Regions from separate parts of the Mus musculus genome. Here all the other regions are linked to region 1. Evidence: chromatin contacts called from public ChIA-PET and HiChIP or PLAC-seq data. All regions are on one chromosome and are shown on one strand. Each heading gives the region's core, a stretch centred on a gene start, on an enhancer-like site or on the middle of the called end of the contact. The rest is flanking DNA. Distances are from core to core; before and after follow the strand shown.

Evidence for each region. ChIA-PET counts read pairs in DNA pulled down with a chosen protein or histone mark. HiChIP or PLAC-seq counts read pairs in DNA pulled down with a chosen protein or histone mark.
Region 2: an H3K27ac HiChIP or PLAC-seq map of embryonic stem cells shows a contact between it and region 1, with 3 times the contacts expected there. The contact joins the enhancer-like site here to the promoter of Map2k5 in region 1. A contact is called at or near these places in 1 of 15 datasets of contacts at CTCF or cohesin (the NIH/3T3 cell line), 11 of 115 datasets of contacts at active chromatin or transcription factors (acute myeloid leukemia, bone marrow-derived macrophages, embryonic hindbrain and 7 more) and 2 of 9 other capture datasets (embryonic tail and embryonic trunk).
Region 3: a contact with region 1 is called in an H3K27ac HiChIP or PLAC-seq map of acute myeloid leukemia, with 5 times the contacts expected there. The contact joins the enhancer-like site here to the promoter of Map2k5 in region 1. A contact is called at or near these places in 2 of 39 promoter capture datasets (the C10 cell line and hippocampal neurons), 3 of 15 datasets of contacts at CTCF or cohesin (the NIH/3T3 cell line, embryonic stem cells and large pre-B cells), 5 of 484 Hi-C or Micro-C datasets (cerebral cortex, embryonic stem cells, pre-megakaryocyte-erythroid progenitors and 2 more), 29 of 115 datasets of contacts at active chromatin or transcription factors (the 230-238 cell line, the NIH/3T3 cell line, the SCID.adh cell line and 16 more) and 2 of 9 other capture datasets (adipose tissue and embryonic stem cells).
Region 4: an H3K27ac HiChIP or PLAC-seq map of embryonic stem cells shows a contact between it and region 1, with 4 times the contacts expected there. The contact joins the enhancer-like site here to the promoter of Map2k5 in region 1. A contact is called at or near these places in 1 of 484 Hi-C or Micro-C datasets (embryonic stem cells) and 12 of 115 datasets of contacts at active chromatin or transcription factors (bone marrow-derived macrophages, embryonic hindbrain, embryonic stem cells and 5 more).
Region 5: an RNA polymerase II ChIA-PET map of memory CD8 T cells shows a contact between it and region 1, with 5 read pairs. The contact joins the enhancer-like site here to the promoter of Map2k5 in region 1. A contact is called at or near these places in 10 of 115 datasets of contacts at active chromatin or transcription factors (bone marrow-derived macrophages, embryonic hindbrain, embryonic stem cells and 4 more).
Region 6: a contact with region 1 is called in an H3K4me3 HiChIP or PLAC-seq map of embryonic stem cells, with 16 read pairs. The contact joins the promoter of Smad3 here to the promoter of Map2k5 in region 1. A contact is called at or near these places in 4 of 39 promoter capture datasets (the 3T3-L1 cell line, hippocampal neurons and liver), 6 of 484 Hi-C or Micro-C datasets (CD4 T cells, CD8 T cells, embryonic stem cells and 2 more), 8 of 115 datasets of contacts at active chromatin or transcription factors (the SCID.adh cell line, bone marrow-derived macrophages, effector CD8 T cells and 4 more) and 2 of 9 other capture datasets (adipose tissue and liver).
Region 7: a contact with region 1 is called in an H3K27ac HiChIP or PLAC-seq map of microglia, with 6 times the contacts expected there. The contact joins the enhancer-like site here to the promoter of Map2k5 in region 1. A contact is called at or near these places in 2 of 484 Hi-C or Micro-C datasets (the HL-1 cell line and Th1 cells), 3 of 115 datasets of contacts at active chromatin or transcription factors (memory CD8 T cells, microglia and neural tube) and 1 of 9 other capture datasets (embryonic stem cells).

Annotation. Positions count from the first base shown.
Region 1 is chr9:63,375,486-63,379,768 of GRCm38.p6, reverse strand. Map2k5 (mitogen-activated protein kinase kinase 5) reads left to right here and starts at 1,867. Exons shown (of 22, transcript NM_011840.3): 1 at 1,867-2,646. The coding sequence starts at 2,512.
Region 2 is chr9:63,877,839-63,882,121 of GRCm38.p6, reverse strand. No RefSeq gene overlaps it. Among named protein-coding and RNA genes, the nearest start is that of Gm36033, 64 kb to the left of the region's middle. Within about 2 kb of position 2,176, at least 36 of the 459 cell types and tissues checked have an H3K27ac peak or open chromatin away from gene starts, as enhancers often do. A contact at or near this core is called in embryonic stem cells and trophoblast stem cells, where this site is marked.
Region 3 is chr9:63,848,394-63,852,676 of GRCm38.p6, reverse strand. No RefSeq gene overlaps it. Among named protein-coding and RNA genes, the nearest start is that of Gm39359, 55 kb to the right of the region's middle. Within about 2 kb of position 2,221, at least 32 of the 459 cell types and tissues checked have an H3K27ac peak or open chromatin away from gene starts, as enhancers often do. A contact at or near this core is called in the SCID.adh cell line and acute myeloid leukemia, where this site is marked.
Region 4 is chr9:63,801,299-63,805,581 of GRCm38.p6, reverse strand. It overlaps the pseudogene Gm2553. Among named protein-coding and RNA genes, the nearest start is that of Gm39359, 7.8 kb to the right of the region's middle. Within about 2 kb of position 2,086, at least 120 of the 459 cell types and tissues checked have an H3K27ac peak or open chromatin away from gene starts, as enhancers often do. A contact at or near this core is called in embryonic stem cells and epiblast stem cells, where this site is marked.
Region 5 is chr9:63,783,850-63,788,132 of GRCm38.p6, reverse strand. No RefSeq gene overlaps it. Among named protein-coding and RNA genes, the nearest start is that of Gm35941, 5.2 kb to the right of the region's middle. Within about 2 kb of position 2,437, at least 30 of the 459 cell types and tissues checked have an H3K27ac peak or open chromatin away from gene starts, as enhancers often do. A contact at or near this core is called in memory CD8 T cells, where this site is marked.
Region 6 is chr9:63,755,690-63,759,972 of GRCm38.p6, reverse strand. Smad3 (SMAD family member 3) reads left to right here and starts at 1,979. Exons shown (of 9, transcript NM_016769.4): 1 at 1,979-2,501. The coding sequence starts at 2,296.
Region 7 is chr9:63,719,483-63,723,765 of GRCm38.p6, reverse strand. The region is part of intron 1 of Smad3 (SMAD family member 3); the gene reads left to right. Among named protein-coding and RNA genes, the nearest start is that of Gm51710, 10 kb to the left of the region's middle. Within about 2 kb of position 1,890, at least 151 of the 459 cell types and tissues checked have an H3K27ac peak or open chromatin away from gene starts, as enhancers often do. A contact at or near this core is called in the HL-1 cell line, Th1 cells, memory CD8 T cells and 1 more, where this site is marked.

The sequences.
Region 1 (4,283 bases), core at 618-3,117:
TGTTTTCTTCATGGCTGACAAGAAACAGAAGAAGGAAGAAGGGCACTGGTCCCAATAACGTCGTATAATATGCCCCCAAGAACCTATCTTACTCTCACTGACCCAACATTAGATTCTATCGTCTCCTGGCAGTGCCACTGACGGACAAGCAAGGCTTGAGCATATGGGGGACATTTCCAATCCAAACTTTAACCCCCTTTAAGTAGGAAAGAAACAAGCATAAACCTTCTACTACAATTAAAGTACTTTATGGCTACCAAACTACCTCAGTCAGAACTTGTGTGGCTACTTATGTCTACTGTTAAAAAGAAAATACTATGTGCAAAAACTTTAAGATCATAAACATATATCCCTTTAATTTGGACGGTGGTGTTTATATTACTTAACAAAGAGGTACTTTTGAATGTTAATAGTTCTGTGAAACTCTGCTCAAATAATAAAGTCTTAAGATTTCATGCTATGTAAAGGCTACAAAAAGTTGAAATGTGATTATATTTGCTCTTTAGATATTTGGGAAGCTGAGAGACTGCCATTCATATATTTAAAAAAGTGCTTCAGAATATACATGCAAATTTGGCAAATGGTGTTGGTTTTCCCTATGGTACTATGAATTTTTAAAAAGACGTTTTAACAAATCATAGGTTAATAGAAAATCTCTAGTTTTGTAGTTAATTTTCCTTAATAATAGAAATAAAGTTTAGATTAAGAAGTACATGGCAAAATAGTGAATTTTTCTTTAGCACTGAAGAGCAGTTACAAAGGGGTAGTTCCAACAGTACCTGGAGAATCGGTCTACGTGAATTCCTACCTAAGCTATTAAGGAATAATAACTAAAAGATGGTCATTTATCTCCTACAATGGCCTTTCAAATGCAACAGGAAAAAAGCCCAAGTAGAGGAAATTATGCCACAAATTTTGGTATTACATTGAAAATGATCAACATTTAATTGTTCCTCCTCTTACATTAATCACATATCTGTTTATTCCGGGGAAAGTGGACACTGGTCCCACCACCCCACGCACTATGTTTATGCATAATCAGCCCCAAAAGGTAGAGATAATAGCATAATTTAATTACAAATAAAGGGCCTACCTACACGTTGCCATTTGTAAGCAATTCTTTTGTATAGACACATAGATCAACAGGATTATGCACTTTAAAATGTGAGGTAACAAGGCATTTAAAAATAACCAAGGTTTACGGCTACTGCCCTGCTATCACTGACTGCATAAACACTGCAATTTAGCTGAAAATATATGGAACAGACGGGATATTTTTGCAACGGTTGAATAAGATATTATGATGCCAGAAATACAGCTGTCCCCAGGCAGTTAAGCGCTCTCCATTGAGTTTCTTTACTGTTGCTTTTGAGTAGGAGATTGCTTGGTACTGTAGGTCACTGGTTAGGGTAAAGGACCTCACTGAAAAATTCATGCACACTTTGCTAACGTGGGAGAAAAAATAGTGGTATTTTGGAACTGTTAATTGGAAGAAGGGGCATAAAAACATGCTTTTTTTTTTTTTTTTCTTTTTTTAATAAAAAGGTCTTGCCTGGCTCTTGCCGATTTAATGTAACAAACCCGCGGATAGTAAAAGGTATATAACTTGACAAGCTGGTGCTGCCGTCTTGTCCTTCACCGCCTTTTCTGCATGATCAAACCTTAAATTGTTTTACGGACAGCCCCCAGCCGTAGATCCGTGTCTTCCTGGGTTTTCTAGGCTCCTTTACCACTACCTGAAGAGATGGAAGTCAGCCAGTCCTAGCACGAGATCCCTGCTCCGCCCCAGCTGCCCTCTTCCAACATGGCGCCCCAGGAGGCGGGTCCCACATGTCGGCTCCCCGGGTTCCGGCGCCATCGCGTTTTGGTTCCGGAGTAACAGCGGTCTAACGGCCGCCTTCCTCCTCCTCTCGCCGCCACCTCCGCTGCCGGGACGCGGGCCTCAGTCGGACGATCCTGCACGCGCCGCGCCCTCCGGTTCCGGCTGCGGTCCGGGACCCGCCCCTTGACCCCGCGGCCCTGGGCCCCCCTGCCTGGTTGGAGGGCAGGCGCCACCGGTGCACCTCCGAAACAGCCCCGACCCAGCCCGCGGCGCCCGGCCACCGTCCCCTTGCCCACCGAGACACTCAGGACGGCAGGACCCTGGCCACTGTACCTGCCTTAAACCAGGCCGTTGCTCCGCTGTCTCCTCTTACTCACAAGGACTACAGAATGCTTGTGGGTTCTGTTTTGTCCACTTTTGTAACTCCAGGACCTTCCGCTCTCTACTAATTCCTCTTGGCCGGTCCCCCAACAGTGCATCCTCTCCTAGGGACACTCCACACGACCTGGGCCTGGTTTTGGGCCTGCAAGCTCCCTCCTGATCGCTCCTCTTCACTTCTCCCCATCTTCTTGCTCCCTATTTATCGCCTGCCTTCTGTCTATCGTTCCCCTTGTCACTTCTTGGGGCTCCTCCTAAGTAGGGGCAGGTCGGTACCCCTCGCCCCAGGATGTGAGACCCTTTAACCTGTAATGCTGTGGCTGGCCCTTGGCCCCTTCTGTGCCATGGAGAACCAGGTGCTGGTGATTCGGATCAAGATTCCAAATAGTGGCGCGGTGGACTGGACCGTGCACTCCGGGCCGCAGTTACTCTTCAGGGATGTTCTGGTGAGTGGTGACTTTAGTGGCCAAATCCCAGCGTTGGGGATTATGGATCTGGATAGGCAGCATCTTGACCATTGGTGGCCTGAGCTGGCCTCTGGTGGGGTCAACTTACCTGTTTTAACCACAGTCTCGGTTAATTGCACTCACTGAAAACTGGTAAATGTGCAGCGCCCTGGGAAATTGATGTATCCGACTGAACCCCTGCCCTCAGGAAGCTCACAGTCTGGACTGTGACTTACACACCAGTGCAGACAACTGGGATGTAAAGAGTTTTAAAACTGTTTCTTATATTTTTCTCAAGTATTTGGAAAGGATTCCTGCCCTCATTCTAGCCCTGTCACTGCTGAGTTTCCTGAACTTGTGACCTGCTGGGAAAGGGACACCAGGGCAATCTTAGTTTACAATGGTTAAGCAAACCTTAGATGCCACTGAATGGGAGACCTAGACTTAACTATCAATATGGAAAGGATGCTGCCTGTTAGAACTACAGCACATCATTCCGTGACAAACACAGCTCAATTTCAGAGATGTTGAGTGTTCAGGGAAAATTTACATCTTAGAATCAACAGTGCATTGCCTTGGGATGCTTAGAATATATTTCACACAAAATTATGAAGGTTAATGTAGGCTGGCCCTTGAGTCCATATATAATATATACTATAAAACATTATGTATGTGTGTGTTTGTCCTGAATAGAGAGTAAAAGGACCTTCCGAGGACTTGCTCCTGAGGTTGAGAGTCAGTGCCAAAACTATAGCTTCCTTACTTAGTATATGAGTATATGTGTGTGCAGATGTGTGTGCGTGCATGTGGAGATCAGAGATCAGCCTCAGATGTGCTCAGGTGCCATCCACCTTGTTGTTTTGGGATAGGGTTGGCTGGCCAGCAAGCCCTGGGCATTCGCCTGTTTCAGCATTCCCAATGTTAAGATTACAAGCACTCATGCCACCAAGCCTGGGCCACCTGTCAAGCACCCACTTCCTAGGTTTTTTGTTTATTTGTTTGTTTTTGTTTATTTTTTATTTTTATTTTTTAACATGGGTCTAGAGATTAGTCTCAGGCCCTCATGTTTGCATAGGAAACACTTTGCCAGCTGAGCCATCTCCCTGGCCCCCAAATTTACTTTTGTTTCCTGTAGTGTCCCCATATACTTCAGTCCACGTGCATCTTTCTAGTCAGTTGACATTAACAGGGTGACATATATGTATGTCCACAGTAACTCAGCAGGAGAATTTGGTGTACGGGGAAGAATGTTTTAACAGGCAGATGTGCCGTCTGACTTACAGGGACTATAAGAGAACACTGAGTGGTGTCATTTACTGCCTTGGGTTGATAAAAAATGAAATGGTGGTATCTATAATTTCATTTTGAAAGCTAGATGCTCGTACCACCAAGGCCATGCTTGGGTCTAAGCCAAGCATGTGGCACCTTAGGTGAGCTAGCAGCCTCCAGTCTTTGACCCCGAATGGCATCCCTTCTCTGCAGCTGGTGCTCTTCACAATATGCACAGTGCTAGTCTCCTTTCCTCATAAGGCCCCACAGTCCTCCTTGCTGTCCTCAGGCTCATCTTGATTATCCTGGCACCTATGTCCTCTCTTGCCACATCTTCTTGAGCATCCTGTGTCCCAGGTGTACAGAGC
Region 2 (4,283 bases), core at 927-3,426, 500 kb before region 1:
AAGCCATAGCGAGCCATAGAGAGGGATGTCAGGCATGGATGAAGACCACATATGCATGCTCACAGGCACACGGGCACACGTGCGCATGCGCATACACACACACACACACACACACACACACACACACACACACACACACACGGAGGAGGTGCAGACACATGTAGCCATCTCCTACCCCAGTTAAAAGGAATCTGTCCCTGCTGTTCCTTCACTCAACCTGCAGGGGCCGAGCTGTGCATCTTGGGAACTAGAAGGCATACTCCTGTGACCTGGGATGTGTTCCTTAGCTTCAGGGTCCACAAGGCCAGCGACCATTCTGCCGAATTCTTGTGTCCTAATGCACAGTATCTGTACCGCATCATCAGGCACGGGGGCTAGACTTCAGGACCCCCCCCCCCAGGGGTTCTTTCCTTCCTCCACAGCCTTTCTCAGTTACTGGCTTCGATCATATCCCTCTCCCAAAGCCATGAGGTAGACTTTGGAGACCATTCTCATCAGCAATGACGCCATTCTTCATCATTTCTGACGGGATCCCGGATCTGCAGGCACACCCTTCCCAGGCTTCCCCATTCAAAGCCTGGCAGCGGGTGGGGGTGTTAGATTAAAACCATCTTTACCATAGTGCCTTGGGAACTCTTTGCTCTGTGGTCTCTTGGGATTCTAGACTCTTCCATGGAAGGTCAGACAGCCTAGGTGGCCACGCCCAGGACCGCCCCTCCCCCATTGGCTTCTGTTAAGTCTGCGGTGCAATCTGTTACTTAACTATAGAGGACTTTGAGTGTGTTAATAGCAATTTGTGATACATGCCTTTGGCACCCACACATTCAAGAACACCCACACTCACAGGAAAAAAAAAAGGAAGGAAAAAGAAAAGGAAGGTGGGGGAGGGGAGCTACTTTAATGGGAGATAACATAGCCGCGTGCAATTTGGCTATTCATTGTATCTCTGGCATTTTATGTACTACATTAGCGGAGGCAATTTCATGCATATGGATATAATGCATTAAGTGGAGGCATTTAAATATAGTGAAACTAATTTTATGATGATTAGTTGAAGGAAAACATTGCATTCGTATCATCTATATAGAAGCCAATTTGCATGAAAATGCCCAAAGTTGCTATGCCAACATTTTCTGTGCCGCTGGTCGGGGTCGTCTCCCAGTCAAGACTTTGTATTAAAAATCGGTCTCCGGTGCCCATGTCTTTTAATTCATTGCAAGCTGTAGGCCATTTGCTCACAAAGCGCTCGCAGTAAAACAAATGAATAGCTAAAATACTCATTTGCATGATTCCCATTTGAAAACGATTCCCCTGAAATTAAAAAAGCGTGTTACTCGGTTGTGAAGATGGATGGGCCAGCGAGGCGGGCAATTAATATTTCCGGCGTTCTCTTTAAAGCCCTCCCAAGACTGAGAACAGCACATGCCAGACAAATTGGGCCCCACAACAGTTTCGGGGCCTCAGCGGCGGCAGCTTGCCCGCACTGTCTCTCCTTTACGGTCTCACTTACATTATGCAGTAATTAAAACTATTTACCATTCGTACTTATCCGCCATCTGCCACTGGAAGGTTCCACTTCTTTAGAAAGCCTTCCTCCCTCCCCGCCCCCCCCCCTTTAATTTAAACTTATTTTTTTTTCAAATTATACAATATATTTTGATCATGTTTCAATTCTTCCCAGATCCTCTCCACCTCCCTACCCAACCAAGTTCATGGGCTTTCTTTCTCTCGTTCAAAACAAAACAAAACACCCCTCAAATAAACAAACAAACAAGCAAATAAAGAGCTGTATGAAGCGGGAAGGCTTGGCATCGCTTGCCAACGGAAGCTCCGGGGTCCTCTCCCCTGCCTGGTCTGTGTTCTCGCCCCCTCTGGGAGGGAGAGGGAGAGGTGGGCGTGGCCGCAAAGCTGAGTTCCCGATACTTTTTTGTGTTAGAACACAGCTTCCTTCAACTCTGGGGGGAGTCTTGGCTTAGCTCTGTGGGTGATCTAAATGTTTAGAGGGCACCCTAGGCCTGGATCTTCTCACAAAAGAACTAAACTGTGTCTGGGAACTTTGACTATACTGCAGAGCCACTAACTATGGCGGTATAGGTTGTTCACTGCACAGGCGTGTTGGCCGAGGGCTCTATGCGGGCTGGTGCCTGGTCTGTCTGTGATTCAGCACTCTGAGGTCCTGTGGTCTGGGTCTTCCCCAAGAAGGCACCACCTTCCAAATTCCACAGAGGCTCTCTGTGACCCGGCAGGAGGCCTTGGGTGAGGGAAACCATTTTGAATACTGTTATAATAGAGTCCTTTTCTATATGGCAGTTAAAACCTCCAGACTGGTTCTTCCCTGGGCCTGTCCCTGAGACGCCTAGGCCTCTTCCTCAGGCTGTCCTCTATGAATATTTTTCCCACCTCCTGGGCCCATCCTGAAAAGCCAGTTCGCCGGAAGCACTCACAAGACAAAGGGTGTGGCCAGAGGCTGCAGATACCATAGGTTGCAGGCTCGGGAGGACTAGGTGTCCTTCCAGAATGCTTTCTGAGCTGAGCAAAGTGGCACACACCTGCCAGCACTCTTAAGCCTGAGGCAGGAGGATTGGGATTTGGAGGACAACCTCAGTTACATAGTGAATTTGAGGGCAACTTGAGCTACGTGAATCAATTTCTCTCTCTCTCAATCTCCCCCCCCCCCTCTCTCTCTCTCTTTCACACACACACACACACACACACACACACACACACACTTCTGTCTGTCTCTCTTTCTCTGTTTCAAAAACAAATACCATCATGTACACAAAAATCAATACAAAAGAAGGATTCTTTCCAGAGCATAGTGAAGCACTAGCCCCCAGTCTATGGCTCCAACCATTGTTAAGCCATTGTCAAAGCTCTCCACAGGACTCCTCCGCCAGCCACGGAGTCTTTCTGAGCCTTTTCCCAGTACATTCTCAGTCTCCTGAGTGAGGTGACCATTCCCAGAAGAATGGCATGGGGTTTGGATTTGCCTAGAAATGCACGGCCTGCTGGGATGTTCCAAGCTCCATTGGTCTGGAGGGCGGCACTCTGTGCACTGCACAGGCTTGGATCACAGTTCCCATTTTGCCTTCTCACTCTCATCTCTGTTTCTCCCAGCCTAGGTGAGCAGAGGCCATTTACCCACAGATGCTCCACTCCCCCTGCTCAGCTAGCCGAAGGCTGTTCTGGGACCTTGTAGCCTTGAGCAGATCAGACAGGGTGGGTGGCCATAGGTAATGAAGTGGAAATGAGGGCTAGAGAGATGGCTCAGCAGTTAAGAGCACTGACTGCTCTTCCAGAGGTTCTGAGTTCAATTCCCAGCAACCACATGGTGGCTCTCAACCATCTGTAATGGGATCTGACGCCCTCTTCTGATATGTCTGAAGACAGCTACAGTGTACTCATATACATAAAATAAGTAAATACATCTTTTTTTTTAAAAAGTGGAAATGCTCTCCTGAAGAGACTGGCATGGGTTCCCATAAGAAGAGGTGAAACCCCATAAGGGCTTCATTCAACCTGGCCTTGATGAAGCCCATGATGTCATTACTTAAGATGTAACGGCAGCTAGCAAGGTGTCCTAAACATGCAAAACCCCCGCACTCAAAAGGTGGAAGTAGGGGGATTGTGAGTTCAAGGCAACCTGAACTTTTTAGTAAAACCTTAATTAAAAAAAAAAAAAAAAGAGGGCTTACAAGATGGTTCAGCAGATGAGGGTGCTTGCTGCCAAGCCTGAAGACCTGAGTTCAATCCCCTGGGACTCACATCAAAGAAGACTGACTCTGATCTGCACAAGTACACACATGCATGCACAAGCACACAGAACACAAAACAAATGAAGGTATAATTTTTTTCTAAAAAAAAAGTATGATGGCATCCGGGAGTCACACATCCCCATTGACACAGAGTCCCCTTCCAGGAACCAGGAGGCCCCTGCTGGCCTCCTGCTGGCCAGGACAGCCAGAGTTCATCCTCCTATACAGAACACTGTGGGTCACAGATTTAAAATAGACACAGAGCCACTTGGGGGAAGGCGACGATAGCAACAGTGAGTTGGAAGAGCTCTGCAAATGACGTCACGTCAACAGTGCACCTTCTGCACAGACCCTGGGCTCCTGTGGACAGGCCAGGGTATCACAAGTGGCCATGTGCTGCCTAGTGTGTTGCCAGTTCACTGACCTCAGAGACGGGGTAAGACCCTCCCTCTGTTAGTGCTTGTCCTGAGGCTGGCAGCTAACAAGCATGCAAGGACGCAGGAGTTTTGTGCCCTTGTGTCTCCCCAG
Region 3 (4,283 bases), core at 972-3,471, 470 kb before region 1:
ATATTGCCCCCAAAGCTTGCTTCAGCATCACCCAGGCCCAGCTTGAGACACTAAAGTGTCACTGATGTGCATTGGGCACAAAGGGTTCAGGGTGAGGAGACACAGGGAATGACTCAGAGAAAGGCTCACCCACAGAGGCAGGTACAGTCGTGCCACGATGGCACAGCAGTAGTCCTCACAGTCCAAGGTAAGGGCAGGAGACAGTGATATGAATTGCTAAAAATGAGACCCAGAGGCAGAAACCTGCACAGGCTAGGAGACAGAAGTGCTCAGGCGGACCGACAAAGAATGGCACCTCAGGCTGAGCCACTGAGTATGGCTGTCAGGAACTGGACCCTGCCACTGCTAAGCCTCGTGGCTGTGTCACTCTGTCCCTTCTGAGCCTCACTCTCAGGCTCTGCAGGAACTGGGAACACATCACAGCCTTGGATGCTCAGGATGCTAGAGTTGTGCTTGAACGGGCAGCTTTAGTTGCCACCCACCTCAAGGTCCCTAGGGTCCCTTCTTTTCTGGGCCCCTCCTCCACTCCTCTGCCCCAAGGAGGGAAACCCATTTCCCCAGGAACAGCTGTGCTTCCTCAACAAACAAATGTCGCCTTAAAACGTCTCTGAGGAAGAGCGGGTGGTAATGATTGAACATCTGGCCGGGCCCACACTCTCGGGCTTGGCGGCTCTGGAGCCTGCCAAGTGACTATTCCCTAATGTTCACAGCGTCCTGGCACCTGCTATTCCCAATCATGCTCATCCCCTGGTGCTCAATTAAGATCTGAAGCAGGCTGGGTGCAGGGAGGGAGAGCGCGGGCCCGTGGCGTCGGCCACTCAACCTCCCAAGACTGGCAGCCAACAGCCTCTTTTTTTTTTTTTTGGAGCTGCGTTTGTTCATTTCATTAATTAATTAATTAATTAATTAATCATTCATTCATTCACCCAGTGCCCTACAATAAGCAGCATTCCCTTCCTCTCTCCCAGAAAGACACCACTTCTAAAAAGGCCATCAGCCAAATTCCATCTCTAAAGGGTCAGATAAAAAGTAGCTGGCTTCAAAGGATATATGGTCTTGCCACAATTCTGCAGGCTTGGTGTGTGTGTGCGCAAGTGCATGCATGTGTGTGTGTGCATGCATATGTGTGTGCATATGTGTATGGGAGCATGTGTGGGTCAGCGTGTACACATGAGGAGATCAGAGGACACCTCAGGTGTCCTTTCTCCTGTGCCATTTATCTTTTGTTTGAGACAGGGTCTCCCACTGACCTGGTATCGCTCCAATACCAGGCCAGCCAGTCTCCAGGGACTCTGCTTATCTTTGCCTCCTGTCTCATGGCAGCACTGGGACCACAGGCACGTGCCACTGTGCCCAGCCTCTTACATGGACCTGAACATTGGCCCTCGTGCTTGTGAGAGCAGGCAGGCACTTTCATGAGGGACCTGGCTTCCCAGCCTGCTTGTCTGATTGCATCTCGTGGCAGGGTGACAGCAGCCACAGCCAAAGCATGGTGACTGAGCCCAGCTACCTTCTAGTGAGCCTCTGTCTGCAACATTGCTGGCTGAGCTGGCATGGGGCAGTGGTGGGGACCCTGCTAGGCACACACAGGATCCTGGGGTCAGCCGGGTGGTGGTGGCACACGCCTTTAATCCCAGCACTTGGGAGGCAGAGGCAGGTGGATTTCTGGGTTTGAGGCCAGCCTGGTCTACAAAGTGAGTTCCAGGACAGCCAGGACTATACAGAGAAACCCTGTTTCAAAAAACCAAAAAAAAAAAAAAAAAAAAAAAAAAGATCCTGGGGTCAGTCCAGCACCAAAAAGACAGAAAGGTGGAATGGTCATGTCTGATACAGGACAGCACCCTAAGGGGAATAGGCGTGTCATTGTGGGGCGTCCGTTGAATGGCCTTTGTTGCTGTCCTACTCAGGGTCCGACCTCTCTCTCTGTGGAGGACACACGTGGTTAGACCAGGTGCTTCTGACCTAAGCTGGGCCATGCAGAGCCTGTCCCTATCCTGGGGTTGAGCTGAGGGTAGGTGTAGACATGGCATGTGTCTCCCTTCTAGATTGAGACACAGATCTGGGGGGTGGACAGAAGTGAATGGTAATGGATTGGTGGCCTCACTCTTGTGTGTTGAAATCTGTCCTTTCAGTGTGACAGTGTGAGAAAGAGGTTAGATCAAGAGGGTGGGGCTCCATGAGAGAGGTTTGTTCCCTCACCATAGAGAGATATTGCCTCATCTACCGCAGTTTGAAGTTGAATGGAGGAAGTCAGGCATAAGGCTGATGGAAGGGACAGGCAGCTGGCCCCATATACCAGTGACGTTTAGACTGGATCATCCTGTCCTCAGCCCTGCCTCCACCACAGTGCCCAGGGACTGAGTTAAAAATGCCCTTTGTGTTCTACTGGCTATGTTGGTATCACCAAGTGAGGGGTTCTACACCCTTCTGTCTGCGCTGTGCTCTTGGGCAGTTAATTGGGTTTGGGGCTGAGTCTTGTCCTGGTGGCAACATGTATATGCAAATGAGTTATGCCCTTCCCTTCCTAGCAACAGGTGACGCAGCAAAGGAGCTGGCTATCTGTGGTCCTCACTACAGAGGAGCTGTGTCCGGAGGAGGTGGCTGTAGGAACCTGGAGCATAGCCGAGTCGGGCTCCTTTGTGTCCCTGAAGAGTGAGGGGGCTTTGACTTGGTAGAGAAATAAAAGGAAGATGATATAGTTATTAAAAATAAATGGACCTTTAAAATACATACATATATATATATACTTTTATACATATATGTGTGTGTGAGAGAGAGAGAGTGTGTGAGTGTGTATGTGAGTGTGTGAATGTATGTGTGAGTGTGTGTGAGAGTGTGTGAGTGTGTGTGTTTTTGCTTGCTTGTCTGTGCACCTCATGCATGCAGTACACACAGACGCCAGAAGAGGGCGAAAGATCCCCTTGAACTGGAATCGCAGATGGCTGTGTGTCACCGCTTGGGTGCTGGGAATGGCATTCCTGGTCGTCCAGAAGAGCAGCCAGCTCTCTTACCCCTGAGTCATCTCCAAGCTCCGAGCCTCACTTCAGACCCCCTGAGTTAGGAAAGGATGTCTACGTTGTCCAGTATTCTTTGCTTCCTTACTCAGAAAGCTCCACTCCCACCCAGGACGGTATATTTTCGAACACTCAACCTCCCAAGGTCCGCTGCGGCTAGTCATGTGACGTATTTCCGCCCAGTGAGAGGTCAGCTGAAGTCTAGTCTTTGTGAGATGCTGCCAGGGCTTCTGGGTTCCAGTCACTTTGCTCTTCCCTTTCCTTTTCTTCTGCCTGGGATGTAAGGACTGCAGCTGTTTTTGCAAACATGACCATGGAAGTTACCTGCTCAGTGTGGCAGAGCAGGTGCTAGAAGGCGCCTGTGTTCCTGCATGTCTGAGTCACCACGCCAGCCTTCTCCTGGGAGAGGCAGTTATCCTACGTGCAGCTCAACACACCCCTGAGGCAGTGGTTCAAGATAAAAGGGTTCGAAGGACCTGTGTCTGCCTAGCCTCGTGGTCACCGATTCACAAAATGGATTAAGATGACGTCTGATAGACTAGCGGGAGGATAACTGCTCCGCTAAAAGCTTCCCTAGTGTTTAGTCTACTAGGCCTTTGAGGACAGCAACGGGCAGCAGTGGAGCACACTTGGGAATAAGCTAAAGCGTAAAGGGAGGAAGGGAGACCTGAGTTGGGATGCTGTGTGGCTTCAGGCGTATTCCTGAACCTCTCTGTGCTTGTGAGTCCAGATCTTCGAATGAAGCCAGTTCATATAGATGAAGCATATGCTAAGTCAATACTGCTCAAACCTTTTCCTCTTGAGAATCCTTTTTTTGCTTGAGAAATGTATGTGACCCTGAGCATATGAAAGAGGCATGTTAGTTAAAACATTTATTGATCATAAATTACAGAGAAGTTTATTTTAAAAGAGTTCCTAGCAAACATAACCTTCCCATTTATTAAAACTGAAGTTTAGGGCAATGGGGTGGATGTGTTTGCTTGCATTTACAGAAAGGATGGACTCTTGCTGGCCTCCGGACACCGTAGAACATGGCGTCTTCAATGCTTTCAGAGCCGATGGATATTTTGATTTTATAAACGTTGGAGGTGAGTGAAATGTCACTTCAATAACTATGTAGTGCAAAGTAGCAGAAGGGTGGCCACCAAGGGTTCAGGAAAGTCATAGCACATGGCATGGGTGAGTGCTTCCAGAAACACCTCAAGTTCTGCACACTTTTGGTTTATACTTCAATTGTGGGCACCGTGTGTTCAGAAACATCGTACTGTT
Region 4 (4,283 bases), core at 837-3,336, 430 kb before region 1:
ACCAAGCTGGGTTTATGCAGCACTGGGAATTGAACCTAGAACTTTGTGCACCATAGACAAGCAGTCCCCAACTTGTTTTGTTTTATGATTTTAATATAATAATAATAATAATAATAATAATAATAATAATAATAATAGTAATAACAGCCATTTTTCAAAGCCAGGCTGGTAGACCTGGTGCAAATTCCAGTCATTATTGTAAGACTTGGGTTTAAATCAATAAACACCCCCAAACTCACTTGGCATTAAATCAAGAAAGACTTACTGAACTATATTTGTGTGCCAGGACCTGGAGAAAGATGAAGAAGACCTATCTCTGGCATCATGCAATTTCCTGTCCTCCTTAGCAATACTCCAGTGTAAGTGACAGAAACTAACTTTCCTGCGCTTGAGTAAAACCAGAATGCAATGTAAAGAAGTGGGCGAGTCTGGGAGCCCCTGCAGAGCAAGCAGCCAGCCCTGGCCTGGAGCCTGGACTGGAGTCCCACTTGCCTCTCTCACTCTTAGCCTAGAGGAAGCATTCCTCTCTCTCTCCCTGCATCTCTCCTTCCAGACCTGGTTCTGATGGGAAGACTAGCAAGAATCTGATTGGTCCAGCTTGGTCACATGTTCCAAGCTAAGCAGCAGAATTATTCAGCACAAACAGGGCCTCAGAGATTTGCCCACCTGAATGAGGAAGGTGCCTAAGAAGAGGCTAGTCCCAGCCATGGTGGTGCACGCCTTTGATCCCAGCACTTAGGAGGCAGAGGCAGGTGGATCACTGAGTTTAAGACCAGCCTGGGCTGCCTAATTAATTCTAGGACAGCCAGGGCTACATAGTGAGGCCCTTGTCTTAGAGAATGAGAGAAAGACAGAGATCAAGAGACAGAGACACAGAGAGACACACACAGACCTTGTCTCAGAGAAAGGGGAGTGGGCAGACAGACAGGTAACAGACAGACAGACAGACTGTGACTCCTGGTGTTCACAACTCAGCCTCATAGAATGCATGTGACATAAAAGGAACACCACATGGACTGGAAGACATGGGTTAGAGCCCTGTGCCCATGTGCTGTGTTCATAACTGATATTGATGAAAATGTGCATGGAGGGAGGGGCAGCAATAATAACATCTATCTGTCTGTCTGTCTGTCTTCCTCATGTCTTGTGAGCATGTATACATTTTCTTAGTTCTTTCCTTCCTTGCCTGAGCCATGGTCTCCTCTTGCTGGGTTGACATAAACATATTAGTTGAGAGGCAAGGTGCTTTGACTGGACCTAGTCCATGTGGTTGGTACCTGCTCTGCTGACTGGATGACAGACCATTCTCTTGCTGTGCCTTCAGCATGTCACTGGGGACAGAGTGGGTGGGCTGGGAAAGGGAGTCCTTGTAATTGGTCTCCCTGCCACTTGCCTCTGACAGAGGCCCTGTCTTTCCCTGTGTGCTTCATGACATAAGAATGAGAAGAAGGGCTTGGGGAGATGGCTCAGCTGGTAAAGAGCTTGGGGTGCAAGCCTGAGGACCTGAGCCAGATCCCAGAAGACAGGGTAAAAACAGAAGAAGAACTGGGCATGGCAGCGCTGGGGTGACAGAAGCAGGAGGATCCTGGATTGCGGTGGCCAGCCAGCCTAGCCAATCAGTGAGAGTCAGGCCAGTGAGAGTCAGGCCAGTCTCAGAACAAGGTGGATGGCAGCCGAGGAACAGTACCTGAGGATGTTCTCTAGTCAGTGTACATATGCATATGTGCACATACACATGTACACACATGTACACATTTACACACGAATGCATACACACAAACGTGAATGAGAGGAAAGACCAAGAACAGAAATCTCGTCCTTTGTCCCTGAATCTAGCTTCCTAATTACCCAGAAGCCCCCTGATGTTGCTTCTCTGGACTCAGTTTTCCCATTGGCAAATGGATGCAGGCGTGTTTATGATGTCTCCATGACTAAGTATTTGGGAGCTGGATGAAGGCAGAGATGGGAAATGCTTTAAGCCAGGCATGACCTTGGCACTTTCCCCACTATTCACAGGGACGTCTTGTGTCTCAGAGGCTCTGGCAGTGGAGCCACCCCTCACACCGGCCTAAACCAGATGACGTCACCAGCAGTTTGGTTGAAATTGGAGCCGGCTCCTTAGAGGTTGAGCAGGAAGTTCCTGCAGTGGGAGCTTTTGTTCTGGGGGCCTTGGTGGTGAGACAGAGGAATTCCCAGCCGCATTCAAGCTGGAGAAACCTGCAGTGGGTCAGCTGAGGGCGGAGGTGCAAGGTTTCAGGCCCTGGGTAGTCCCTCTTCCAGTTCTTCCTTTAATGACGCACTGTGGGCGTGACCCCTTCAGCAAAGAGTCCAACTGCTCCTGAGGAAAGCCTAGGGAAGTTCATTGACCCTGGAGGTAGGCTTTTTAAAAAGTTGGCTAGGTTCCTGAATCTGGTCCAGCTACTGCATATCAGCAGGTGACTTGAACTAGCCATGGGGAACTCCCTGGCATTTGGTGCCCTCATCTGTGCCATGGAGATTGTAGATTCTCTTGAGAGCAGTACTAGAAAATGCTTAGTGTGTGGGGCTAGGGAGAGGGCAAATACCTTTATTGGCTGATATAATAATAGTTACCATTTAAAAATCTTTATTTTTATTTTATGTATATGTGAGGGTCTGCATGTATGTAAGCGCACCATGTGTTAGCCTGGTCCTTTTAGAAACCAGAAGGCAACATATCCCCTAGACCTGGAGTCATACAGGTGGTAGTTGCTGGGAACTGAGCCTTCTGCAAGAGCAGCCAGTGCTCTTAACTGCTGAGCTAGAATATAGTTTTTAAATGCTGAAGCACACAAGTACTCGTGTTTGTCACGGAGTAGGATATAGTAAGATATAATCACGTGTGTGCTGCAGCTGACGAAGGAGGCATGAGGGAAACCAGAGAAGCACTTGGCTTGTTACAGCTGCTCAGCATCCCACCCTAACCCACAGGGCACAGCCAGGGCTAGTGCACTTGCCACTGGGCGGGGAAGGATGCCCCCCACGCCCAGAAAAGCCTCAGATCCTCTGTGCTAGGTGCTGGCGAGGATGGGCAGTTTGGCAGCCAGAGGGCTTTGGGTACTCATTCCATCTCTCTTCCCTTCTCTTTGAATCCTGGGCTTTCCCTTCCTTGCATCCCTGGACTCCCCCAACTCACTGTTAACCCTCCTGTGCCAGCCTAGCCAGGCAAGAGTGGGCAGAACCAGGGCTGGAGGAGAGGTGCATAAAGGTGGGCGTGACAGCAGAGGAAGTCAGGTTAACCTTGGCAAGAAGCTGTCTCTGGAAGCTTTGTGGGGAAATCTCCTGGGGCTTCCCCGTCTTACAGTCTGCTGACGGTCATGATGGCTGATAGGCCTTTGAAAGTGAGAGGCTGCCTTTCCCTCGGGCACCAGCATCCTGCCTCTGCTGCCTGCATCACTCCACCTGCCCATCAGTTCAATGATTTTCTTTTAATGCGGTACAGAGGTCATCCCAGACCCAGAGCAATGTTAGTTAGACCTTTCAACCTGGCACCTGGCTATCCCCTGGACATCCCACAGGTTTTCCAATCAGAAGCGTGCTCTCAGGGAGCTTAACAAACAAACAAATAAAAATAAAAGCCAAATTTCAGGTTTTTTTTTTGCATTTTTTCATATTTATTATTGATTCTTTGTGAATTTCACATTGTGCACACCAATCCCATTCATTTTCTAGTCCTTTCATATTTGCCCTTCACCCTTGTAACCCCCACCCCACCAAAAGAATAAAAATAAAGAATTAAAAATAAAAAAATCTCCACTCCAGAAAGATGGCGGCCCTGACTGCGGAGCATTTTGTGGTGCTCCAGAGTCTGCCGAAGGCCTCCTCAAAAGATGTCATCAGACCACTATGCCCAGAAAACTTCTCCAGTTCAGCCCTTGACTGAAAAAAAACAAAACAAAACAAAAAACTCCTCAATAATACATGTTCCAGCTTGTCTGTGACCCAGGAGGAGGCAGAGCAACTGCTCCAGACTCTGCACCACTAGGCTGGTGGCCTTTGTGGCCTGTCCTCTGCTGAGGCGATTCTGGCTCTCTTTCCAGAAAGTTTCCACCCAAACCTCAAAACCTGCTGACAAAAATCATCCTGGAGCACATATCAACATGGCAAACCGAAGCCCAAGGAAACCAGATCTCTCGGCCACGCCCGGTGGACCTGGACTGGAGCGTGGATAGCAAAACCTCCTCTGACAGCATCAGCCGAATGGCTGTCCCCATATGCCTGCTCCAGATGAAGATCTAGGAGGATCCTAGTCTGTGTGGAGAGAA
Region 5 (4,283 bases), core at 1,188-3,687, 410 kb before region 1:
TCCCTATTAATGACGGGGCTGGCCCAGAGGCACACCGAGGTCCTCAGCTCTTCAGTCTTATAATAGGTGGGAGAGGGGCCAGGGCAGGAGAGGGCAGGAAGACAGAAGTGAAGCTTCCTGCCCTCACTGTGGAGTGTTTGGTTTTAACTGAGTGGGCCATAGGGCATGGAGGGAGTCGAAATGGCTATTTATGAAGGGGTGGGGCCTTCCCCTCAAGGCTCTGGAACTCACTGTCTCTGGGTGGGAGCTGGGTAGGGTGCTATGCAGGCTGCACAACCTCCCTGGGTTCCTGTCCTGGGAAAAATCCAAGTGGAGCCAAGGATCATGGATCTGGAACTCTGGCCCAGGGAAGAAGGAAAGGGGAACAAGATGAAGTCAGGCCAGCCAGCCGCCTCCACGAGGCAGATGGGCTCCCTGGAGAAATTTGTGCTATAGTGAGCAAGAGAGCTAGCAGAGGCTCTTTTCCTAGGGGAGCCTGTGGGGGGGTGACAGTGGCTTCAGCCCTGTCTCCAGTGTGTGTGTGTGTGTGTGTGTGTGTGTGTGTGTGAGAGAGAGAGAGAGAGAGAGAGAGAGAGAGAGAGAGAGAGAGAGAGAGAGAGAGAGTGCGTGTGCTGGCCACTCTCACTGTCCCACTTGCTCTGCCTGCCTTTCTGGGTCTCAGCACCCCTTGGATACTTGGTCTGCACAGCATATTCTCCATGTGTACCTGGGATGCCCCTCATTCATGACTTCTGTGACCACTGTGAGTCTGGGACCATGTCCTTGAAGAGCCCCTGACTCTGAGGTCTCTTTGGCTTCAGTCACAGGATCTGGTGGCCCAAACGGCCATTATTAAAACCATCTGCCCCTTGGGGCCCTCTGACCTTTTGGTGGGAGTGGCTTCCCCTCTGTGTCCTAGAGTTTCAGACAGGCAGAGAACTTTTTTTTCTTAGTCCTGTCATTTGGAGCTGGGGAATTCTGCAGTTGGGTCACCAGGATTTTAGTCCCTTTGATGCCTTTCACACAATGGATGTGTGAACTTAATCAGGTTACTTACCTTCTCGGATTCCTTCCCTTACAACCAGCAGTTTATGATCCTACAAACAGGGCCTGTGTTTTCTTATTTCTCATGGTCCCTAATAGAAAGGCTGAGTGTGCATGGAGTTAAGGTTGCTTATTATGTATTATGTATTAAGGTGCTTTGTTATGTATTCCTCTGTGTGTGCATGCATGAATGCATGCGTGTGTGTGTGTGTGTGTGTGTGTGTGTGTGTGTGTGTGTGTATGCGTGTGGTACATGTATGTGTGTCCACATGTGGTGTATGTGTGTGTGCCTGCTTCCCTATGTGTATGTCTATATGTGCTCATGTGTATGTGAAAGCACGTGTGGGCACACACATGTGTGTGTGCACCAGTGTGTGTGTGTGTTTTGAACCAGACATTTTCTTCCACATTCAAACTTGCAAATGGCCCCCATTGTCCTGCAACTGAAAGCACAGCAGGGATTCCCACACAATTGTCAAATTCACCTCAAGGTTCAGTTTCAGGGACTCAACAACAACCCTGTCCTCTGACATATTCGACTTGCTAGAAATTTCCCTGCAAGTTTGAGGAGTTGTGGTTCTCCCAACCCCCTCATGGGAACAGAACTTCAAGGGCAGAGGCTGGGGAGTGTTATGCAAACTCTGTGGGAGCCAGAGGAGATTTGAGAGAGGCCCCTCTCCTGAAGGTAGGGTGTGCTGAGAGCAGGTGTTCAGAGATCTTAACAATAACATCCAGAAAAGAACACAACTTTAGCTGTATTTGAGTGGTGTTGTGTGAGCCTCTCTATCGGCAGGCTTTGGATGTGGAAGGGAGGTGCCTGGGAGGGGCGTGCTCCACTCAGCTAGAGCTCCCTGGGATGCAGCTGGTGCCTCTCAGGTTCACGGGAAACTGAGTTCAGGAACGTTAATTAGCTTTCTCAGGGACACACAGCTGGACCCATGGGGCTGAGAACTATGAGAGAGCAGAACTCATGTTTGTCTCCCAGGACAACAGACCAGGGTCTATCTCAGCTCTGGTGTGTTGAGGCATTTTATCCTGAGGGCCTGGGGGCAAGTGTCACAGGAACAAGGAAGCTAGATGGTAATGTGGAGTGTGGGAAGGGGAGAACATGGCAAGATGCTCCCTCTGAGTTCAAAGACTGAAGGAAAATGGGAAAGTGTCTGGGGAGAGACTGAGAGACCAGGTTGTCCCTTACTCCCAACACTTCCCAGTGTCCAGTCTCAGATCTCCTCTAAATGCATCCTGGCCATTGAAGATGTAGGGGATGCCCCCCCCAGGGAACTCACTCCTCCCCATTTCTTGGCTCCACAGTGGAACAGGAGAGCCCCGTTGTGATTGCTGTGTTTCAGTTTCATGACCTGCAGACCACAGGCCGCCCCTTCCTGTAAAGATAGATAACAAAGCCAAGAGCGCCAACCCTATCTGCCCTGAGCCACACAGCCGAGTTAGAGAAACTCTAAACTCTTCCTGCTCACACTATGGAGCTTATTGCTAGTGATACACAATCTGACCCCGGGGGTGCTCCAACCCCTGTGGCCTCCCCTGGGTGTTGCCAATTAAAACAAAACCTCTTCAATGTGCCAGAAGACATCCACCTTTTCCTGGTGGAACTTAGATATAGATATGACAAGGAAAATGTGCCCTGACTCTGGCCAGCTCCTTGCATTTGGCTGGTGAAGCAGGAGAAGGACCCATAACTACGTGCTCATCAGGGCCTGGGCCATGTCTTCTCCATCCTGACCAGCGGTTATTGATGACCAGGCTGCGCCTCTGTAGCCTCTTCAGCCGGGCCCAGTTTCATCACCATCAGGAGGCAGGAAAAGCAGCTCAGACACTTTTTAATAACCAGCTGCTCCAAGAGGACAGAAACAAATGGAGCCTTATTAATGGAGCCCCCATTGCCCGACAGTTTCATTAACTCATGTCTCCTGTGTCCACGGCTTTCTGCTTCATACCATATTGGTGGAAAAATACATTTCCAATGTCTGGCCTTCAGAAGGGGAACATCTGAAAGAACCTGGAAACACAAAGACAGGCACCTTCTACATTGTCTCCCCTCTGAGATGTGTGTGTGTGTGTGTGTGTGTGTGTGTGACTGTGTGTGTGTGTCTGTGTGTGTGTGTGTGTCTGTGTGTGTGTGTGCTCTTGAGTGTGTGTACTGGGGTGGGGATGGAAACAGGCATCCAGGCAGGCAGAAGTTTGGCCTGAAGCAAAAGGTCGATAGCTGGGCTATAAAAACAACACGAGATCCAGATTTATCATGAATGATTAGGAGAATTTTAACCAGTGGCTCAAGTGAGTGCCACACTGGGTCCATGGTTTGTGCCAGGCTTGGGCTGCTGCTGGGCCTCCTGATTCCTGTGGGCAGAGTCCAGCCTCATCTGTTCTAAAGAGAATAGACTTAACAGTATGAGGTAGGGTTGGAAAGACGACTCAGTCAAGTAAAGGGTTTGCCCCACAAGTATGAAGATATGAGTTCAGATCCCTGGCACCAGGGAAAAGTGGGCAGGAGACACACATCCATAATTCCAGCACTGGTGGGGAGGAGGCAGGAGGATCCCTGGCCAGCTAGTCTAACTGAATTGGTGAGGCCAGTAAGTGACCCTCTCTCAAAAAGATAAGGTAAGACACCTGACATTCAGGAAGACATCTGACATTGATCTCTGGCCTTTACATGCATGGATGTACACATGCAGGAGCACACACACACACCCCTACACACACACACACACACACACACACACACACACCCCTACACACACACACCCCTATACATACAAGCAGACATAGATTCTGGAATACCTTTAAAAGCTTAACCCCTTACTTTCTTTCCATTAATACCAACCGAGGAACCAGTTGCACAAATGGACATGATAACCAACTCTTCAAGTTAATACTTAGCAAGAGCATTATTACCATCTCTTGGGGGTAAATAGGCAATCACCTGAACTGAGTTCCCCCAAGATGACTCTCAACACTTAATGGCTCCCTAGTAGCTCTAGGTACCTTTTCAACATGACATCCTAGGTTTTTCAAATTGGGAATCAAATTGTCTTTCTGATTTAACCCTGACAACCCATGCCATGCACCCAGCCAAATTGCTGAGCCCTGTTGTTTACTCAAAGTCTCCCCAAAGCACAGGACTCGGACAGATCCACGAACTCTTCCCACTCCTTCCATGGGCCGTAGTGATCCTGCCTTGGCTTGGCTTTTATTGCTGGTGCCCTGGGTTGTTTTTGTGAGTTTATACCACTGAGTGT
Region 6 (4,283 bases), core at 730-3,229, 380 kb before region 1:
CCAGCTCTCCTGGCTACCCTTCTTCATGAATCAACACTGGCCTCCACTTTTTGTCTTGCTTAGGACTTCTGCAAAGTCCCAGCAGCCTAGGAGGTGGCGAGGAAAGGGCCTGAGACCATTCCTGGAGATAATGGTGCACCTGTGAGAAAAGCTCTTGTTTTGCACATTGTGTCCTAGCTTTACAGTTCTAGGGCCAGTAGCAAGAACCAAAACCAAACAAAAACCTGGGTTTAAATCCTGGCTCTGACCCTTGGTGCTGTGCCTCTCAGGCTTTTAACGGCAGTGATTGGTATCTGTTTGAACACAGCAGTGAAGACTGCCCACCTTTAATGCCAAGTAAGGCACAGGCAGGCAGATCTCTGTTCGAGGCCAGCTTTGCTCTGGTCTATAGAGCGAGTTTTAGGACAGTCAGAGCTACACAGAGAAACCCTGTCTTGAAACAAAACAAAAAGGACCTCCTTCCTTATAGTCTCTAGCAGCAAGTGGAAGGGAGGCTGCAGCCACCATCTAACTGGTTTGCAGGAACCGGCTTGCTGAGGTCTACTGAGCCTCAGGGGTCTTCCTTTCAGGACTTACCAGGGAGGTGGAAGGAGGGAAACCACAACCCCTGACAAGCTGCCGCTGGCGGTTGGTGGTGGGGCAGCCTCGAGGACAGAGCAGGGGGCCCCTGAAGCTTCAGGGCTGACTCTGTGGGACGAGCCACACTTCATAGGGCTTCGTAAAGCGCACCGGATCTTGGTTTGCAAATAACTTGTTTCTCACCACGGGAGAGAAATAGGTGTGTGTGTGTTCGCGCGTGCGCAAAACCAAGCACACTCTAAGCATCTGGGCTAGCCTGATAGGGAGGCTGAAACAGGATAAAGGAGCAGAGGGTCTAATGTAACGCCCCAAATCCGTGGAGGGACCGTGGGCAACCAGCCCTGAATTCGTCTAGTCTGCAGTAAAGCCCCTAGGGCTACTCAAAGTCAGGTTCTCTTGGCTTCCCACCTAGGCTAACTTTGAATAAACTTCTCGAGTCCTCTCCGGCTTGCTCTTTGTGTGTGCGAGTTCATTGCTTTGTAAACAAAAGCTCTCTTACTTGTTTGGTGTCGAATTTCGGAACTTCAGTAACACCCTGAAATGTTAATTCTCTCCCCTCCTCCAAAGAAAAATCCTAAAGCACCCCCATTCATTCCTTCAGGAACGCAACAGATGTCTTTGAGGCCCGTTTTCTGCAAAAAGCTTGGTTCACTGGGCCCAAGGGACCCCTGGCTCCAGCTATTGTTCAAGTTGTCACTGAGGTCTCTTAACTCCTTTTAAGTCTCCCTCTCCCCTTTTCCAACTCCCTCCTCCGCAGTCTCAGGCAGTCGGCCGTTCTGATCTCACCCAGCAGGAAAACAAAAACAAAACAAAAAACCACCTAAAGCAGCTCTGGCCACTGAGCGAGATCAGCGTGCCCCAACTTCCTGGGCCCGGAGCTTTTCTGAACCCCTCACCGCGCCCGAGTCCTCTCCGGAGTGCAGCCAGCCCTTGACGGACAGTGCCTGTTCCCTGTGAGTCTAATCCTCTCTAGTTCCTGCAACGGTATCTGAGAGTCTGTGGGGCGGCGAGTCCCCAGGAGTCCGGTCCCTCGGCACTTGGCAGAGCTGGCGGCCGCCCTACCCGGTGGCCCACGTGGGCGCGCTTGGCGGCGCTGGGCGGGGAAGGCCGCGGGTCCTCCCCGGAGCAGGGCGCGGGGGAGGAGCGGGGAGCCCCGGCAGCGAGGGGGCGGCGACTGCGCTGGGAAGGAGGCTGCACGCGGAGCTGCGTGAAACGTAGACTTGGGAGCGGGCGGGAGAGGAGCGGGTAGCGCGGCTGCTCGGCCCTGGCTGGCCCTGCAAGGCGGCGATCGCAGAGGAGGAGGAGGAGGAGGAGCAGCGCTGCAGAGGCGGAGGGATCTGCGCACCAAAGCCATCCAGGCCAGCAAAGTTTGGCTGGGGGTTGGACTTTCCTTCCCGGAGGCGGCACCCAAACAGCTACCCCGTGCGGAAACCCAAACTTTCTACTGCCACTTGGAGTCTCGCGGCCGCCGCCTCCGCCCCGCGCGTCCGGGGCCTGCCCGTCAGTCCGTCGGTCCGCGTGGAGCAGCTCGGGCGCCGCCGTGCTCCCGATCCCCGCAGCTGCAGCGCCGCAGTCCTGGCCCGGACGCCCGGGCAAGTTCTCCAGAGTTAAAAGCGAAGTTCGGGCGAGGCGCGGGCCGAGCTGCCTCTGAGCGCCCCCGGCGTCCCCAGTGCGCCCAGCCCCGCCGGGGGCGCCGGTGACCCTTCGGTGCCAGCCATGTCGTCCATCCTGCCCTTCACCCCCCCGATCGTGAAGCGCCTGCTGGGTTGGAAGAAGGGCGAGCAGAACGGGCAGGAGGAGAAGTGGTGCGAGAAGGCGGTCAAGAGCTTGGTGAAGAAGCTCAAGAAGACGGGGCAGTTGGACGAGCTGGAGAAGGCCATCACCACGCAGAACGTGAACACCAAGTGCATTACCATCCCCAGGTGGGGTCCCAGAGCGGCTGGGGGCGCACTGGCCCAGCCCCCTAGCGCGGCCCGGGTGGAGAGGGAGGGCGTGTGCGCGTGTGTGCGCGCGCCTGTAGGGGACGGGGAGTGGGTGGAGGGACCCCAAACAAAACCTTCGGATTTGCCTAGCCTCAGAGACCTGGCTTCCGTGCAGCATTTTGGCTTCTAGACCTCAAGGGTCGCCAGCTGCTTCCGGGCAGCAGGGGTGTTTCTGAGCTTGGCCCCCCAACTCTCGGGGCTTCGGGCTCCAAGTGGAGGCCCCGCTTTGTTCGGCTCTGCCGGCCGAGCCCCTCCTCCTCCGCCGCCTCCCGCCCCGCGCTCGTGGAGGTGGTGGCGTGTGTCCCTTTCTTTTCTTCAGCTCTGTTCCCCCACTTCTTTTCCTCGTCTACAGGAATGCAGTCGGTACAGCTGTGGGTGAGGAGCGGGAGCCCGTTGATTGACAGATTCCTTCTTCGCTCTTTCTTTGCTTTGGGATTAGCATTTTTACTGAGTATTTTTAGATTTGGTTGTGCCAGCCTCCCGCCCCCTGTGCACGCATGCACGCACGCACTTAGTTGGAGAGCAGAGCACCGACTTTGAAGCGGGAGAAACAAGTGGCAGAAAGTAGGGGCTTTCCCTCTTTCCACCCCACCCCTGCTGATTTGCGATCTTTTTAATCCAGAGTATGCGGGTGCCTAGAATGGAGCAGGCAGCTCCAGGCAGATAACAAAACACCCCAGGGCTGGCCTCCCATCGGCCCTGCATTCCTGTAGAGCCTATTTTCCCAAAGCGCTTTGCCATCTGTCCTGACCTCCTTTATCCTTCCCATCGGGCTAGAGGAGTCCGGCGGGAGCTCACAGATGGCTGATGGAAGGGGTCAGTGACTTCACTCCCAAGGCCTTCTAGAGCATACCCGCGTCTGGGCAATGCGGTGAGAGCACTTTAGTCTTCTGGTTTTGTTTCTTCTCAAACACCTTTAAAGACTGATTCCAGATGAGGGGCAGGTGGGGATGTTTGGGGGGGGGCGGGGGCGTTCTGCCTGCAGAGGGATGGAAAGAAGGCCTACGATAGTAGAGGTCATCACCTGTCTAGGCAGGGGTAGCTTCCATCCTTGGCCACCTGCTCAAGGCAGCTGTGTATGGGCTGCCAGCCCTGATAGTAAGACACAAAACAACATCTGTCCACAGGAACCCAGGGTCGGCCTTCCCTAGAAGCACACACCACATATGGTGGGAATGACACTTAAAGAAAACAGAAACAAAACACAACAAAAGCAAAAATCTAACAACCCCCAAACCTGAGTGGGTGGATTCCACCTGTAAAGGAGAGGGCAGGCAGGCAGTATGTGGTCTGGAAGAACGCTTGGCTGCTGAGCCTTTGCCAGCTGGCGTTAGGGGTGATGTGATAGTCAGAGGCACCTGGGTTTTTGGCTTCTTCTCCAGCTTTCCAATCTCCTCTATCCTTTTGCTGAAGCGGGCGGTTGAGTTTCACAGAGCTCTGTCAGGTCTGGAGAAGCAGCCTCCCCCCACCCCCCACCCCCATCTGCCCGAGTGCACCCAGCTCAAGTGCTTTCTGTTTTGAACCCTCCTCCAGTGCTATCAAGTATGAAATAGCTGTGCAAAGTATTTCACAATTTACAAGGCACTTTCATATGGTCGACGACAGAACTGGAACATAGAAAAGGCACGGAGGTCTAAAATGATCTTGCTTGCAAAGCAACAGAACTTAGAGAGGGAAAGCATTCATTCGACTAGATCTGGCATGCCCTTTCTCCCAGTCTGT
Region 7 (4,283 bases), core at 641-3,140, 340 kb before region 1:
TGGGATCTAAGTGCTTGCTACCACACCCAGTCCTTTTCTGAGAGTCCCGGGACTTGAACTCATGTCCTTGTGCTTGTGCGGTTAGCACTTGAACAATGGGACAGTTTCCTCAGCCCTGCTCTTTTCCTTTCCACTGTGAACATTTGGCATGGCAGGAAACAAGCCTTTCTAGGACGCAGTTCACTGCTCGTTCTGCTTTAAGACTGATGTGGACCCAGCGCCGGGTGGGTGAGTCTGTGTTTATGGTGACATGAATCACATGGGCATCAGTGAGTTCTATAAACACTGCTGTATCAGAAGAGGGCTTCAAGCTCAACCAGCCCTATGTGACTGTGTGACTCGGTCCTCTCGGGAGCAGCTCTCTAGTATGCTGTCCCGGGTAGTGGCAGTGAGCGTAGTTATGATGGTGCCATCTGAGGAAGCTGAGCTGGCACCGAGTGAAAGGTGTATTTAATCTTTAGGAGAAGTAAGAGAAGGTTTCAGGAGCTTGGAAATTTCACTATCCCGAGAAAGTATACTGAAGTATGACCCAGGGACAAGGAATGACAAGTGCTGAGTCTTATTAGCTCTGGGACGTTTGGGCAGTAGCCTCTCCTGTCCAAGCCTAGCTGTCATACCCTGTGCATGACTAGCATGCCAGCCTTCATGTCCCCTGGAGTGGGTGTGAGGCGATGGCCTTGTCAGGCTTTCTTGCCTGTGCAGGCGTTTGTGGGATGGCGGGACTGAGGGGCAGGCGGGATTGTACGATGAAGTGGGTTCTCCTGGGAAACTGGACCTGGAATGTCTGGGGTCTGTTCTGCCATTGACCGCAGGGTCCGAGGCACCTGTTTTGTTGAAGGCAGAGTTAGTGAAGACTCAGCCCCTTCCCTGTAAGGATTAGTCATATCCTCCCATCCAAACACTAACCAGCCTCGACCCTGCTTAGCTCTATCGGACCAGATGGAGGTAAGGTGAGCTCATGTGGAATGGCCTGAGATTTAATTGCATTCTTGCTGGTCACCTGGAAGGTCAGTGCGTTGTGAGTGAGTGGCATTGACCTTAGGATCCTCTAGACCTGCCTTGCTAGTCAGGCCGTGGTGGGGTGGGCTGAGGTGTGTGCACTGGGGGCATGCACTGGAGTCTGTCACAGGTAGGGCGAGTCAGAAGAGACCACTGCACACTGCTTTTCCTTTTGGAACGTGTTGTTCACACAGTCCCACGCCCTTGCCCAGAAATGTGTGAAAACCACTTGCAATATGCCAAAGGAGGCTCTTTTCAGAGTGAGCTGGCCCAACCACCCTCTCGAAGCCAGTGGGTTTTGTGTGAACATTCAGGTCCTTCCTCCACTGCAGGAATTTGGGGTCTGCCTGGGGTGCTGGTCAGGGCTAGTGCAGACTGGTGAATGTGGACGGATTCTGATAATTTCGGAGTGAGAGTCTGGTAAACAGGTGCGAGCCTGAGTTTCTCCATGGCCTTAGCAGGGGCAGACCACAGTGGATAGGTAGGACCCGGACTCATCCTGCTCATGTGGACTGGGATGTGGTCCGGTCCCCTCGCTGGGTACTGAAAGGTCTCCAGAGCCCAGCACTATCTGGATCTGTCTTCACTCTTTCTAGTTGGAGCTCACCCTGGTCCCTCTTGGGTATGCTATATGCACCTGCTGCCACATCCATTGGCTGCCATGTATCTCGGAGTGTGCCCCAGACTCTCGCACCCTTCTCTCTCTCTCTCTCTCTCTCTCTCTCTCTCTCTCTCTCTCTCTCTCTCTCTCTCTCTCTCTCTCTGTCCTTTGTTCCCAGAATGGTTCCACTCCCTTGCCTTGGTTACCCCCGGCTCTCTCTCTAACCACCTTTCCTTTCTCTGAATGTCTGCTGAGTCACTTCCTGCCTAGGGCGCAGAGCTCAGTAAATATTTTTGAATGTATTAATTTGGCCCTTCTCCACAAAGGTAACTTACCCGTGTGTCATTCATCCGCCCAGTTCTGACTGCTGGAGTTCCCTGTTCGGAAGCCCTGTCTTGGGCCTGCCTTGCTCTCCTCCCCCTGCCTCCCACCATTTGGGGAAGTCCAAGGTGCTGTGGTGAGGGATGGGGTTGAAGAGAGTTTAAGGAAGCAGCAGAGACCTGTGCAGATGTGAGTTAAGGATGATTGAGTTCCAGCTGTGACCTGACCTGCCTTAGGGAACCTAGAACAGGTGGAGAACTAGGCACTACTGGCCCAGAAATAGGAACTCAGAACTCCAAGCACTGTCTGGGCTTCTGTCTCATCATCAGCTACTCACTCGGCCCTCTCATCTCAGATGCTGGTAGCTTCGACCTGTCATGTGTAGCAGTCCAATGTCTGATCGTTACTCCTGTATGGTTTTTCTATGCATCTATTGAACAGAACACAGGGGCCTGAACTGAGCCAACAATAATGACTTCCATCTCCTGTTAATCCCGGGGAAGCTTGGCACTCTGTCACTTCTAGTAGCCAATGTGGGGGCCAACTGTGTACCTTTCTCTTTGTGTCTAGCTTGTTTCTAGACCTCAGTAAGCACTCAGTGTGGGTTGATCAGTGAGGCCATGTGTCTTATTTAAGGGAGTGAGTAGCTTTACCTTTTCCAAGGTGTTGACCTGCAGGCCATTGGAGATTGTACAGAAGGGAGCCAGGGGACCTGGAGGAAGGAAGGGGGCCAGGGCTGAGCTGTGTGTAACAGGCCCTGCTTTTCAAAGAGCCTGGCCTGCTGGGTTTGTTGTGGCAATGTTCAAAGGCAGGAAAGTAGATAAGATCAGACTTCAGACTGCTCACCCCCATACCTCCTCCGCCTCTAACAGCCCAGAGTGTCACCCAGGGCAGGCAGGCAGGCAGGCAGGCAGGCAGGGCCGGCGTGGGTATTTTTCAACTTTTGTAAACGCTACACTAGCACAGTGAGTGGCACTTCCTTGTCCTCGGAGAGGCTGGGGAATGAATGAGTTCAGGCTTTCCTGTTCTCATGGGAGTGGGTAGGTGCCAGTGTGTACACCGAGTGGCAGCTCCCTTGGGGAGATGAGGCATGCTAGCCAGAATGCCTCATCATAGAAGAAGCTAGACTTCTACAAAGAAAGGATCCTGTTGGGCGAGGTGGGGCATACTTATAATTCCAGCACTTGAGAAGCTGAGGCAGGAGGATTATGGATTTCAGGTCAGAGTGAGACCCCTGTCTCAAACAAGACCAAAAGCAAGTCAAGCATGGTGGCTCATGACTGTAAAGCCAGCACTTGAGAGGCTGAGGCAGGAGGATTGCTTTGAGGTAAATAGTGTCGAAAACCAACTGATGGGTCAAACAAACCAAGGCTTGTCTTTTGATTCATCTTCAGTGGTTCAAGCCGTGCTCTGTGCCATCCTTGCTTGGGTCCCAGTTCAGAACATCTGACCCTGTTACCCTCTGTTTCGGGGGCTCGGGAGGGGGCACACGTCTGCATATTCTATAAGCATCCATATGCACTGTGGGCAGTACCCTCCTGCCAGCCCATTTCCCATAATCCCGTCTGTCATGGCAGGTGGCAGAGAACAGATGACTTTGGCAAGGGATTTGGCACACGTGGCCAGGTTTATACTGGATCACTATAGTCCCACTATCTGGTTATCTTGTTTCCTCGATGGTCATTGTCACACCAGAAATCACTTCCTGTGTGGGCTTCACCCACCCTCTTCCCTTCTCACAGACCAGACGAACGTGTAACCCACAGCATGTGTGAACGAATCCTTCAGGGCTGGGGTTTGCTGAGCGCCTCTGGAACCTCCCGGTCTGTGTCTTGGGACCCAGCATTTCTCACACATGAAACACCGACCCTTGCTTTCTAGGGGCAGGAAGGACAGACCGTGGCCTACGTGTGAAGCAAACTGTGAAGCAAACTTCACAGAGCGTTTGATCTTGCTTCTTGGTGGCACTGCTCCAGGGCTTCAATGTCACCCACCTGATCTGGAGCCATTGTCTCTCAGGGGCCTTTGCCAACTTGGCTCTGCCAAGAAAGAGCCCTGGCCTAGATTTTTGCCTTCCTTTTGCTGTGTGACTTTTGAGTAAGACACCTGATTTCTCGGAGTCAGATTATTCCTTAGAAAACAGGTTGAGCAAGGTCCTCTCTGCCACAGTTGTCCTCTGCATTGAGAGAGACACCTTTGTCCGGTGGAGGGGACTTCAGGTGGAAGGGTATAGAGGCAATGCCGTGGCGTCCCTGCAGGGCTACTGGGGAGATCCCTCACGTTGCAAGTCTGGGATGCTGAGAAGTGACTGGGATAGGGGGTAAGAGAATTTCTTTGGGAGCCAATGGTATCGCTGCCTTCA